Linked DNA regions of Mus musculus: region 2 is linked to region 1. A link is a contact called in public HiChIP or PLAC-seq data. All regions are on one chromosome and are shown on one strand. The core of a region is the stretch at or near the end of the contact, and the rest is flanking DNA. Distances in the headings are between cores, read along the strand shown.

The links. HiChIP or PLAC-seq counts read pairs in DNA pulled down with a chosen protein or histone mark.
Region 2: a FOXA1 HiChIP or PLAC-seq map of pancreatic cancer cells shows a contact between it and region 1. The contact joins two enhancer-like sites. A contact is called at or near these places in 1 of 15 datasets of contacts at CTCF or cohesin (the NIH/3T3 cell line), 3 of 484 Hi-C or Micro-C datasets (the MNK3 cell line, bone marrow-derived macrophages and granulosa cells) and 5 of 115 datasets of contacts at active chromatin or transcription factors (embryonic basal ganglia, embryonic hindbrain, embryonic midbrain and 2 more).

What each region holds. Positions count from the first base shown.
Region 1 is chr6:84,563,965-84,570,061 of GRCm38.p6, reverse strand. No RefSeq gene overlaps it. Among named protein-coding and RNA genes, the nearest start is that of Cyp26b1, 27 kb to the left of the region's middle. Within about 2 kb of position 1,266, at least 36 of the 459 cell types and tissues checked have an H3K27ac peak or open chromatin away from gene starts, as enhancers often do. A contact at or near this core is called in pancreatic cancer cells, where this site is marked.
Region 2 is chr6:84,890,953-84,897,511 of GRCm38.p6, reverse strand. The region is part of intron 7 of Exoc6b (exocyst complex component 6B); the gene reads left to right. Among named protein-coding and RNA genes, the nearest start is that of Exoc6b, 180 kb to the left of the region's middle. Within about 2 kb of position 4,376, at least 69 of the 459 cell types and tissues checked have an H3K27ac peak or open chromatin away from gene starts, as enhancers often do. A contact at or near this core is called in pancreatic cancer cells, where this site is marked.

The DNA of each region.
Region 1 (6,097 bases), core at 17-2,516:
ACTGGACAGATAAACAGGGACACTGTTTGTCCCTGGACTGGGGCACCAGTTTGGAGAGAACTTAGAAGATCCACATTCAGACATCTTCCAGCCCTTTCCCAAAATTGCCTTGGCCTTGGCTGGGCTTGGCTGCCCAGGACCTCAGGGCCAGCAGGGTGAGCTGTGAGAGGCAGCCAGCTATGCCTGAAGGTTGGGAGGGAAGGAGGGAGACAGAGAAAGGGAAGGGGCAAGTCAGGGGAGGGAGTAAAGGGAGCAGGCAGGAACAAAAAGAGGAAGAGGGGGAGGGGAAAGGGTAGGAGAGAGACAGAGGAGGAGACATCAAAAGCAGGCTTCATGCCTGGCTGAGGCTCTAGGCTCTGGTCTTGGGACAATAATGAGCAGTCTGGGGCCTTTCTTCCCATAGCTTTCTCCCCTCCAACTCCATGTCCCCCAGAAGAGGCTGAGCTGGCCCACCTTGCACTGGCTCTGCTATCTCCTGGGCCTCCTAGCTCTTCATTCTGGCTGTGTGGACAGGGTGCTGTCTAACCTGGGAGGGAATAGGGGTAGTTTGGAAGGCTGGAGTCCTGGGCTGCACCCATAACAGCTCTTCTTGATTGATCTGGCTAGGTTTTCTAGGCCCTTCCTTCTCAAAATATCTTGCTCTGGGACCCTGGCTTGGTGAGATAAGGTAAGTAGGGCAGGTGGTGACTGGTGGTCCTGGGGTGTATCCTGGGGATCTCACTATGAGCTGATACCCTCAGAAGGCCTCAGGCTCTCTACCCCCACTTGAGCAAGGACCCTAATTGGCTCACTTTGAGTCATGTACCAACCCCTGGCCAGGTATCTGACTTCTTCCAACTGGTGCCCCAGAGTAGGGACAGTTGGCAGTACATGACAGACAGCCTGAAGCAGAGGCCAGAGCAGGTCAGTGGCAAGATTCAAGTTCTTGGTCTTAAAGGCCACCTCCTGACTTACCACATAGCACTGCACCGAGGCAGTTGCTTCCTGTGGGCTAACGGAGGTGTCTCTCCCGAGCCTGTCTCTGGCCTTGAGATCTCTGGTTATGCCAAAGTACTTCCTGCTTGCCTGTCTTCCCTCCCACCTTCCTTCTTCCCTTCTCTCTTTCTTCAGGAAAAACGCTCAACCTAAATTAACAGGTTAGGGACATTACTTCCTTTTACATTGCTGAGAACATCGTCACCGTGGATTCTGTCTTAAGAGTCCCTTTCACACCCCAGGGGAGGGGCTGCGCAGGCGTGCACTCTGGGGGCCAGGTTTCTGCCCAGCTTCCTTAGGATTCTGTTTGAAACTCTATAGCAGCGCTGTGAGTGGCTCACACTGGTGTGGGGAGAGCAGGGTGGAGGAGCCCAAGGAGAAGGCTGAGCCACCGTAGAGACTGGATGTGAAATAGGAGGCACACATACAGACATATGCATTTGCATACATATGTATGTATATGATGGTAATTTTGGCAGTTCTGGGGAATTGAAGCTTTAATATGCACACACATTTGTGTGATTTTAAAATTATTTAATCTATATTTTTCAAGTGTACACGCGAGAGTCAGAGGACAATTTGTAGTCACTTCTTTTCTTCTACCATGTGGGTCACCAGAATGGGGAATGACTCAGGTCAGGAGACTTTGTGGCAATCTCTTTACCTACTGAGTCATCTTGCTGACCTCCATGATGTGAATCGAAGTATATTCCTAAGGATTCACCCAGGGTGTGTACCACCGTGTAAAGATTAAGGTCACAGTTTATACACAAGCGCTCCCATGGTGACAGCACCTCTTCTGGATTCTAGCAATGCAGTGTGGCTATTGCCTTCATGTTTACTTTTCAATTACAACAGGGTCCATGCTTGAAGAGGCTGGAACAAACACCACGCCCCAGGCTTACATTTATCTTCGCACATGTGTGACCATAGGTTGGTTGCTTCACAAGCACATGCACACACGCATGCACACACATACACACGCATGCACACACACACACACACACATGCACACACATACAAAGCTTAAGCAAAGAGAAAGAATGAGCAATCTGGCCTGGAGCCGTGTCTCTGTGAGAATCCCCACTCTGCTAATGCCCTGTGCAGATGCTGTAGTTGGCAGGCAGCTTTTAGAGAGTGACAGCTTTCACGGTCCTCAGAGAGTGACCTACCCCACAGGCATCCCCGGCTCTGCCATCTCCAAGGCCTTGTTGGCATCAGGCCCAGGGCCACACAGAGCTCCTGTCCTAATAACAGTACCCCCGGGATGGCAGGGGATGGCAGAGCAGAGCCATTGATGAGAGATAGTAAATGTTAGCCTTGGACTAGTGCCTGGGACTGAGTCTGGCCCAGGCAGCCTTGGAGAACATGGGGTCTCAGCCTGGGATCTAGAGTGGCTCCGAGAGGCCTTGTTTTGCGTGTGTTCCAGCCTGAAGGAGTGAGTTCTTGGCTTCCACAGCCCGCCAAAGAGGTTCTGAGGAGATTTAGCAGGTTTGGGCCCTAACAGCAGAATGTGAGAGATAGTGTGCATGTGTGTATAGGTGCACATGTGCGCAGATGTGTGTGTCTGTGTGGTCAGTCTCAAGTGTGGTTCCTAGGAACCATCCACCTTATTTTTTATTTTGAAGACAAGTTTTCCCTCTCTATCCCTGGCTGATCTGGAACTTGCTATACAGACCAGGCTGGCCTTGAACTCACAGAGACCTATCTCCCTCTGCTTCAGACTGCTGGGGTTAAAGACCTTCATGCCTGACTCACTTTTTTTTTTAAAACATGTGTGTGTGTGTGTGTGTGTGTGTGTGTGTGTGTGTGTGTGTGTACAAATGTGTGGAGATACCAATGGAGGCTGGAAAAGATCATATCCCTTGAAGCTAGAGTTACATGCCATTGTGAGCCCCTTGCAGTGGGTGCCGGGAACCAAACTTAATCCCAGCTGGGAAAGCAGCAGGGCCTCTTAAAGGCTGAGCCATTTCTCTAGTGGCCACCTTGCTTTTTCAGATGAGGTCTCTCACTGGCCCAGAACTCCACAAGTAGACAGATGGGCTGGCTGGCTTTCAAACACCAGAATCCTCCTGTCTCTGGCTCCCAGCTCAGGGGATTCTAAATCTTTTAAAATAGGGACCCTGAGGATTCAACTTCAGCTTGGTCCCCGGCATGGCCATCATGTTGTGGGTGGAGCTATCTCACTAAAAAAATCTTTGGGATCATTTTTTTATTCCTCATTTCCCTCAGCATTAAGGTCCCCTTTTACAGCTGGCTCTGAGTCTAGGTAACACAGCCATGATCCCTTGTCTGGAAGGTAGGATTCCTCATTGTCTGGGGTTGGGGAGAATGGGGGTGGGGTAGGGGTGGGAAACCTCTTCTGGCAGTGGAGTGGCTGCTCGTAGGCCTAGGGAATTATCATCGTCTCCCAGTTTGGGAGGAAGCCACTGGGCATGACCTTACCCTGACCTTCCTGAAGGATGAGCAGCAGACAAGAGCATCCATGAAGGGGCTCTGAGCAGCGGGCGCAGGGCCAGTGCCAGCATTCCTTGCTCAGGCTTTTTGGTGGCCCCTGGGCTAGGGGTGATCTTACCTCTTGCAGCATCTTAGCTTGGCAAGTCAGGAGCCATGCCTGGGAGGCTGGGAGGGGCGAGGTGAGTGCAGAGAAAAGTCAGGGCATGTGTGGGCTGCAACCAAAGGACTAAGCATAAGGTGTGTCCCGAGGGGCCGGCTGGCAGCATGAATGTAGGGTGGGGAGGCTTTACAAAAGACCTGGGGGTCAGGGCTGACTCCGGGCTGGCTTTGAGCAGTGCTTAGAAGTGATGGCAACAGGGTGTGGGAAGGCTGGGGCCGGGAAGTGATCGTGGTGGCTCTTAGTGCCACTCCCATGGTTGAGGGCCTCACCTCTGAGGGACAGGGTGATGCCTACCCTGGAGAATAAGGCTTAGCATCTGCTTTTCAGTCTCCTGACCCCAGGAGGCCTCACTCCAAAGGCCCCAGATCACAGATGGGCATTTACGTCCTTAGCCTGGAAGTGCGTGCTGTTTGTTAATAGAAAAATGTCACCTTGGGGCCAATGGTGTGACTGAGTGGGGTGTTGAGAAAAATACCTCTTTGAATCACTACCAGACCAGAGTGTAGCTTCTGTCTTCCTGAGGAATCGAAGAGGCTGGGGTGCTGCATGGATTGGGGGGCTGCTTGCCTATCCAGGCAACTGTGAGAGGACGAATTCTCTCTCTGACTGCACAGGCCTCACACACACTGGATCCTGTTGGACTGGGATAGACCGGAAGAAGCTCGCCATGGGATGGGCTGTCACAGTCTGAAGCCAAGGTGCAGCGTATGTGAGAGAGGAACTGTCCAGGATGAAGATGCTCCAGGAGAAGGGTACTCCAGGAGGGGTTGCTCCAGGACGGGTGTTCCAGGAAGGATGCTACAGGGAGTGCTTTTAGGAGAGGGGTACCCCAGAGGGGTGCTCCAGGAGAAGAATGCTTCAGGAAGGGGTGCTTCTAGGAGAGGGGTGTTCCAAGAGGGAGCTCCAGCAGACCCTTGGCATGTTGTGACAGGGAAAGGAAGGCACGGGCCAGCCAAACAAGTCATCCTTAGTGAGTCAAGCTTCTGGCAGACAGCCCCTAGCCCAGGGCATCTGTGACTCAGTCACTGACTGACAGGCAGTGGACCCACAGTGAAAGTGCTGGGAAGGGGTGGCACTAAGGGTGGCCCGCCCTGGCTGCCCCAGTAGTCCGATACCTCGCCCTAACCCCTCCCCTCCCCCACCATGCTCCACTAACCTCCCAGTACACCAGGTGAGAGGTCCTTGGCAAAGGTCAAGACTTTCCCGTCCCCTAGCTAGATCTAGGTTTCAACTCAGAGGGGCCCTAGGAGCATGACAGGGCAGGATCAGGTCAGCAGCTTCCTATCTTCCTCCCTCCTTCCAAGCACGCTCCCCTTTCACTGGAACTCATGGCAGGATGCACTAGCCGGATCAAGTCCCCTTCCACAACCTGTCAGCACCTACCTTGGAATTGCTCTTGCCAAGGAAAGAAGAATTGCAGGCCACATAGAAAGGCTGTGGCTTAAAGGGAGGAGAAGAGCCTTTAAGAGGGAGATGGTAGAATGGAGGTCTCTATTAGAAAGGATTCAGAGTAGTTCCCCACCTAACCCCCACCAAAGCAACCTGTCCTTCCTGTGGAGCAGATAAATCACATGACCAGGTTGAGTGCTCTGGGGCCACTGGGACCCTATAGAGACAGGGCTGCTGGAACGTCACAGAAGGACCCAAAGGGACCAGGAATTAGAGTGGGGAGGAAGACCAAGGGTCACGGGAAAGCCTGATGTGGAAGGTAGCTTCCTCCAACAGGAGCCTGGTCACCTGGACACTGGACTAGTTTTAGGTGAGCATTGGAGAAGATCACAGTAAGGACTCAGGTTTAGAAAAGCCAGCCCTTTCCCACTCCCTTCCCTTGGCTCAGCCACAAACTGTCCACCTCGCACTGGCATCACACAGCATGCTGCCCAGGGCAAGGATGAAGTTAGGGGTGGGGGTGGGGGGCAGAGCAGACTGCCTTCCTTGCCTGGGAAAGCCAATGCAGTATCTAGGTTTAGCGGACTTGGGGCTAGAATATTCCCACACTCTGTCGAGACAGAGACTGAGTGGTCAGTATCTGGGGAGGGTGACCTTCACTCAACATTTCAGAACCTCACCTGGGGAGAGTACCACACCTTCTAGAATGTTCTCCAGGCTCCTTCACCCATGGCTCCTCACTGGCCCCTGCTTCCTCCTATACTGATGCTATCCTAATCCGGCTGTGACTTTCCACCACAAAACAATGAATCCTCCCATCTCCTATAGTTGGCCAAGGCTTCTGCTGGGCCTCAGCTCTGTCCCCAGACTCCATTCATCTATAAGGCCATGGATCCTGGAGGCACACCTGCTCCCACTTCAATTCTCAAGTGAGCTGGGCACAGCCTCTGTAGGTGACCTTCTTCTGAGCTTGATCTCTGCAATTCCTTTGGTCCTTGAGCTTTATGCTGACTGACATATGCCTTCCAATGTTGTCAGGGACACCCCGCATCCTGTAGCCCTCCTCAGGGATCCTCATATGCCGAATGTGAAGACCAGAGACAGTGGGTGTGAACT
Region 2 (6,559 bases), core at 3,127-5,626, 320 kb before region 1:
TGGAAACTTTAGAGCATAAAAAGTTTTTGTTTTTGTTTTTGTTTTTCGAGACAGGGTTTCTCTGTGTAGCCCTGGCTGTCCTGGCACTCACTTTGTAGACCAGGCTGGCCTCAAACTCAGAAATCTGCCTGCCTCTGCCTCCCGAGTGCTGGGATTAAAGGTGTGCGCCACCACGCCCGGCTAGAGCATATTTTAAACATCTTATTTACGTTCTTCCAGACACATCACTTAGAATATATGTGTTGCTTATCTCCTTTCTGTGAAATCATTATTGAAAGACCTGGCCACGTATGTTTCCTCTCCCTGAACGGAGCTGCTGAGGAGAAAATGGCAAAGGCCATATTGTTTCTTGAGAATGGCATTCCTTGATTTCATTGCAACATAGTGATCGTATTCAGAAACTCATCTTTGAACAGTGCTGCTACCGAATAAGCAGCCCACATGCAGATCCCCCAGTTATGTCCTCCATCACAGGTTATTCTTGCAATGTTCCTGTATCTTCAGGCAGGCGTGCATGTCACATTCTAGTTAATTTTTATGTGGGTTAAATCTGTCTAATAGTATTTTAGGCTCCCTCCAACCTTAGCAGTTAAAATTTTTGAGTATAAACCTGCTTCAAAAGGCAGAGTTACATGAGAAGTTGTATTGTGTGAAATCCCTTCTCCATCCCCATCCTTTGCCCCCTTCTGCTTAGCCTCTGCATTGCCAGCATTATTAGTGCATATATGTGTCTTTTATTATTCATAATGTTATATAGCATAATACATATTTTTTCATGTGAAAATATTCTCTGAAGACCATGTTGGTTCATGGAAACTCTTCTCATTCTAACTTCACTACTGAATAGGAAGGGTTCCTTTTTGTATGTAGTGTAGTTTAGTTTAGTTCAGTGGGTCAGTCCATACATGGAAGCATAGTGATTTCTAACATTTTCTTATAAAAATGTTGTTTCAACTTCACACCTATTACAGTAGGTATATTAAAAGTATACCAGCAAAAACAGTACTGGCAAGACTGTCATATGTCACTGTGTCATGAGACACTGGTGTGGATATGTAAAATAAGCCAGTTGTTCTGGAAGACACCTTGCACATTTATCCTGAAGTTGTTGTATCCTGTCTGGTCTTGAGATCCTACGTAAGGATCCTACACTCACATCTATTTACTATTTACCTTAACAGAGATTAAAAAAAATATATCTTTTCAGTTTTTTTCTAAGATGGTTTCTTTTCAGTTTTTTTTCCCACTTTCACAGGAAGAGTGGCATCTTGGTATAGGTTTCGTTTTTATCCCTGGAATGGTGGGTGAAGTTGCCTCATGTCTTTTCATTTTTAAAATGATTTTTAAACTAGAGCCGACCTGTGAAAGTGTTGTATCTCTTTTTGTTACCTACTATTCTGCTTTTTGCTTTTCCTCTTTCTACCCCATTCTCTTCCCTTTTTTTCCCACCACCCCCTTCAATATGCAGATTTTTAGGACTATGTTATGGGGACAAGGACCTTATATATAGAGTGCTGTAGCAGTTGTTTCTGCACATTTTTTTTCACCCTGATTTCTTCAGCCTTTTGTGTTCAGTATCGAGTTTACTGTTAACCTACCCCGTCCCTAATGATTTTGAGTATCTACATGAACTGGACTCTAGTTAAATAAAGACTGTTGAGGTTTTCAGACCGAAGCTGAGAATCTTGAAGAGATTATCCTTTGGTTTTAGCCACAGAGGTTTTACAGTGTCTCAATAAGGGAAAAATGTTCATTTTTTTTAAACTTCTTATGTTTAGGACAAATACTTGAACAACTTAAATGTTAGCCCTTTTAGGGATTTCTCATAAAGGTTCCTAATTATTTTAGAGCAACTTTATAAGGGAATTCTAACTTTTCAGGACTGAGCTCTGGTCAAAGCTTAGAGCATCATTTTACTTACATGACTTCTGCTTCCTCCTGGTTTGTTAGTCTGTGATGTCTAGTCTTCTTTATGAGAGCCTATGGTCAAATGAATTTTATCTTAATTTTCTCTGAACTTCTGGAAGCAAAGTAGTTTAGAAAGCATCCTGGTGAAAAATGTCTGCAGGTATTTCCTGGCTTCCAAACGTAATGTGGGCAGCTTCAGTTGAATTTCTGAATGCAAAGGCCTATTCTATCTAGCTAATCATTTATTGTTTGCTCCCTGAAGAGAATGCCTGGTAGAGTTAATGACTTCAGATCCATCTAATGCTTAGAAATAAGCCCTGGTTCCTGCACTCATTTACCAATACCAAGAAATTGCTTTGTGTGTAGTGGCAATCAGAAGGATTTTGAAGGTGGAAAATGGCTCAAATAATTAGTGAGAAACATACCTAAATTCCTTTGAGCCTCCTTTTGTTCAGTCCATCTACTTTGAAAGGTTTCTTAAGAGAAAAATAACTGAGGAATGTGCACAAGGGTGAGGAGAGCAGATATTTGTGTGCTTGTCTTCTGAGGCAAAGTGTGAACGGCAAAGTTAGAGTGGACTAATGTTCTGTGTTTATGAGCAGTGCAGGGGAACCATAATCCATTTGTTGCTTTGGGATGCAGAGAAGAAAGGAACTCTCTCTTGTATTTAGTTTCCCTTGTATAAGACTACACTTATTCAGCAACAAAGCAGGAACATTTATCAGGTTAGATAAGTTTGTGTACAGATTTTTGTTTTTGAGACAAGATTTTGGGATGTAGTCTAGGTTGGTTTCAAACTCCAGGTCCTTCTGCCTTAGCCTCCTGGCCTTGCCAGGACACCCAACCTTAACTAGCTTTGCTTAGTAAGTGTGTAAAACAGAGGTAGTTACTTACCAAGACTCTTTCTGGGAAGTGATGACTAGGGAAGTATTAAGTGAAACATTAGCTGAAGCTTGAGTGGCATCGCTAACTTTAAGTCAGAAATCTTCCTTTATGTGTAATAGTGCCTCCTTATGCTTGATGAGACTTTCCACCACCCATTCTCCATTCTCCTTTTACCTGAAGCAAGATCTATTAAAGAAGGAAAAGATAGCATATAAATCCATCCTCTCCTGGCCTTTCTCAAACAGTTTTATGATCGGAGATGTTAATTCTTTTCTTCTTGACTGTGTGATAGTCCACATTTACTCTAAATCTTCAAATCTTCAAGAAATAATATCTTTGTAGATACAAGATCATTTTCAGGTTTTATTAATTCCATTTATACATTTGCTTTTCTTATCCTGTATTCTCTTTTGCCCTTGAGTCATTTTGGTCCTTTATAGAGTAGCTTGTGTGCTGGATACTGGGGCATGCACATCATATGTAAGTGATGTTCAACAAGTACTCAGACAACAGTTGGAAAGTATTGGCTTAGTTGAAACTGTTATTGTCTGTATAATTGTGAAATGGAACTAACATGAAGTAATTGTTTCCCTGTTTGCTCCTGTGTTCAGTTGCTCTAACATCCCTTTTAATAGCTATTATTTGTATTGTTAAAAATGCTTGTTTCTTAACTTATATGACATTCTCTGGGGGTACAAATCATAGCTACAACATCTAAAATCTTACCAATGGTTCCTTTTTTTTAGAAAATCCTAAGTATTTGGCTGGTGGGAGGCATTTACTGCTCCTAGAACTGTTCAGGCAGTTAGACAGCTGCTGTCCTTGGTGATGAAGTGATTTCATATAAGTTCTTAGCAATAGATACAATGCATGGCTGTGCCCTGTGTACTGTTTGTGGTCACTGCTGGTATCTTCCTAGGTCTATTTGAACTTCTAGAAAAATACAGACTCCAGGGTCTTAATGTCTTGAGTTCCTGACTGCCAGGCACAGGAAATGTTTAACTATTTTAATCATGTTTTTGTAGCCCCAAAGAAAGTCTTTATAATAGGAAATGACAGGGTCCCACCACAAAGTTATCTCTTATCAGTTCCAGTCTCCGTGGATAATGATTTGTCAAATTTGGACATGTGTAAAATGCAAGGGCCCTGTTATTTACTTTGGAAAGGAAAAATTAGATGACGCTGATAAAAGAGTCATGGCTTTTGTTAGGAGACAGAAACCATTAGAGGCAGTCATTGTTAGCTTAGGAAAGTGTCCTTGGACCCCTCCCTGATGAAACCTAAATCTGCTTGAATCATTCCTTGCAACTCCAGGGGAGGGGAGGTGAAGGAAGGAGGGAGGAAGAACCTGTGAACTAGAGCAGCTTAGAGGCCAGACAAGCTGCTGCTAGTGCACCAGGCAGTTGCTTGTCCCAGAGCTCTCCTCCACCGGTGTTTTTAGATTTTGGAAAGCACATTCCATCTTGCAGAAGGGTGACATTCCTTCACGCAGTGCTTGTTGCTCTTCCCTCTTCCCTTCTGTAGATGTAAGTGATTCTTTTTCATTAGCAGAAGCAGAGAAAACACATCCAGCTCAAAGCAGCATGAGTCAGTGCATACTTGACATGCCTCTATCCTCACAGCACTCTCTGACTCTTCACAGTGCTCACTCCTAGTGTGCTCTCAGAGGGGAGCAGGGGGGAAAGGCTTTCTAAATACTGGGCTGTTTGTGGAGGAGGGAGAGCAGGAGCCTCTTTTTGTTCCTTTACTTTTTGCCTAGCGTTCTCTCTCTCTCTCTCTCTCTCTCTCTCTCTCTCTCTCTCTCTCTCTCTCTCTTTCTCTCTCTCTCTCTCTCTCTGTCTCGAGCTTTCCAAACGGACAGGTATGCATGTACTTAGGATAATTTCTATATGTTCGTTTCAGGACCATGAAATATTAGATCAAATACCTATAGTTCTGGACACTATAAACAGACAGAAAACAGATTTGCTGCAGATGACAGGATAGAACTTTGCCATCTTGTATGAGGTAGCTTTTAGAAAACATGCGTGGAGATAGACCAGTCCTAACCATTAGCAACAATGTCCTTTTTTGCTAAAAGGCCTGCAAGCTTATTTTTCGTGGTTCTCTAGGGAACTGCCCCTTACTATTGCTGTTCATTCTGTAAGGATGGCACTGACAGGTCAATGGCCAAGGTCCTGCCTGAGAATGGCTTCCTGTGGGTTCCTTTTTTGGGAGAAACTGGTTCTCTGACAAAGTGAACCTAAATAAACAAACTGTATGAAGACCCTGTGAAACAAGGCTGTGGCAGAAGGTGCTGCTCAGAATTAGGCAAGAAAATTCTCATCCTTTTATATATATCATAAGTGACCACATTGTTCTAAATAAACAATTCATTTCTTGTATACCATTTTTACTCTGTGTATTTTCTTTGTCTTTTTTCATGTCCATACATTATTTTTATGTAGTTTAAATTTTGTTATAAATCTTCAGTTTTTTCTTTTGATGTTGTGTTTACCTAGTGTTTAGCTCCTTTTTTTTTTTTCTGGCAAGATAAATTTCCTTAAAGTTTCCATGCTGCTATTATATAGAGGTGAGTGGTCACTTGAAATAAGAGATCCCATGGCAGAGCCTCTTGGCTCTCACAGCAGAAGCTTCATTAGGTATGGGATACCTAAGATTTGCCTGGTGGAGTGGAGCAGAAGGTAGAGTGCCAGGTGACCAGCCAGCGAGCATTGCAGTTGCTGTATAGAGCAAGGCCATTTGATTATGAGAAAAGTCCTGGTTAGAGAAGTTGTGCTCTGAGGAAGAGATAGTGTTTGCTTTAGGAAAGAAAGGGAGCCAGCTCTGCAACCATGAGCCAGCCTAACTCAGCTTAGATGTATCTGTTCTCTTTTTGTGCTGGTGATGTACCTAGTTACCATTGCCACAGGAAAAACCAGCCAGGTCTTTATTGTAATTACTTATGGACCTTTTCCACTTTCTCTCCCTTTTCGTTTCATTTTGTTTAGTATGTATTTTCAGGTCCCTGTTTATTCTTATTGAATCTGTGTATGACAAATGACAGCTTCCTTCCTTAGTTGAGGAACTGTAGATCACAGTTAGCTCTGACCGGCTTCTTGTCAGGCCACCAACAAACTCTGAATCCTGAGAGTTGATTTCAGTTCTCACTCAATTCTTACTTTTTATTTTAATGTGTACCAGTTTGGTCAACATATCATTCATTATTCACGTTAAAATCCTCAAGTAACTTCTTGGTTTGGCTTTTCCACATGTCACCTCATTTTTAATAAGGTGTCTCCTCCTTTCTGTGTTACTTCTTTATTTTGATGAAATATAGAACTTAAGAATTTTAATACTTGTACCCTTTAATAACTGGCCATTTTAAAACATCCATCTTGAGTAGCAAGTTTGGCTTTGACCACTGAAACTTGGCTTTATATAAACTCCATGCACTTTGGGAGAATTGGGTCACTAAAGTCACAGTTCCATCTTCGCACTTTCCCTGGTGGCCCTTGGCTCACATGTGTCTCTGAAGGTAGAGGCAACAGGTTTGCCATCTCATCTCTGTTGGACTCTGCCACCTGTACTCTGTCAGCAAGGTTATTAGTCTTGTGACTAGGGGAAAAGAACTAAGATTTTGGGGATCTCTCTCTCTCTCTCTCTCTCTCTCTCTCTCTCTCTCTCTCATATTTTGAGACAGAATTTCATGTACCTAAAATGACCTTGAATTCATGACCCTCCTGCATCCTCCCAAGTACTAAGATTACAAGTGTGCTTCCTACTT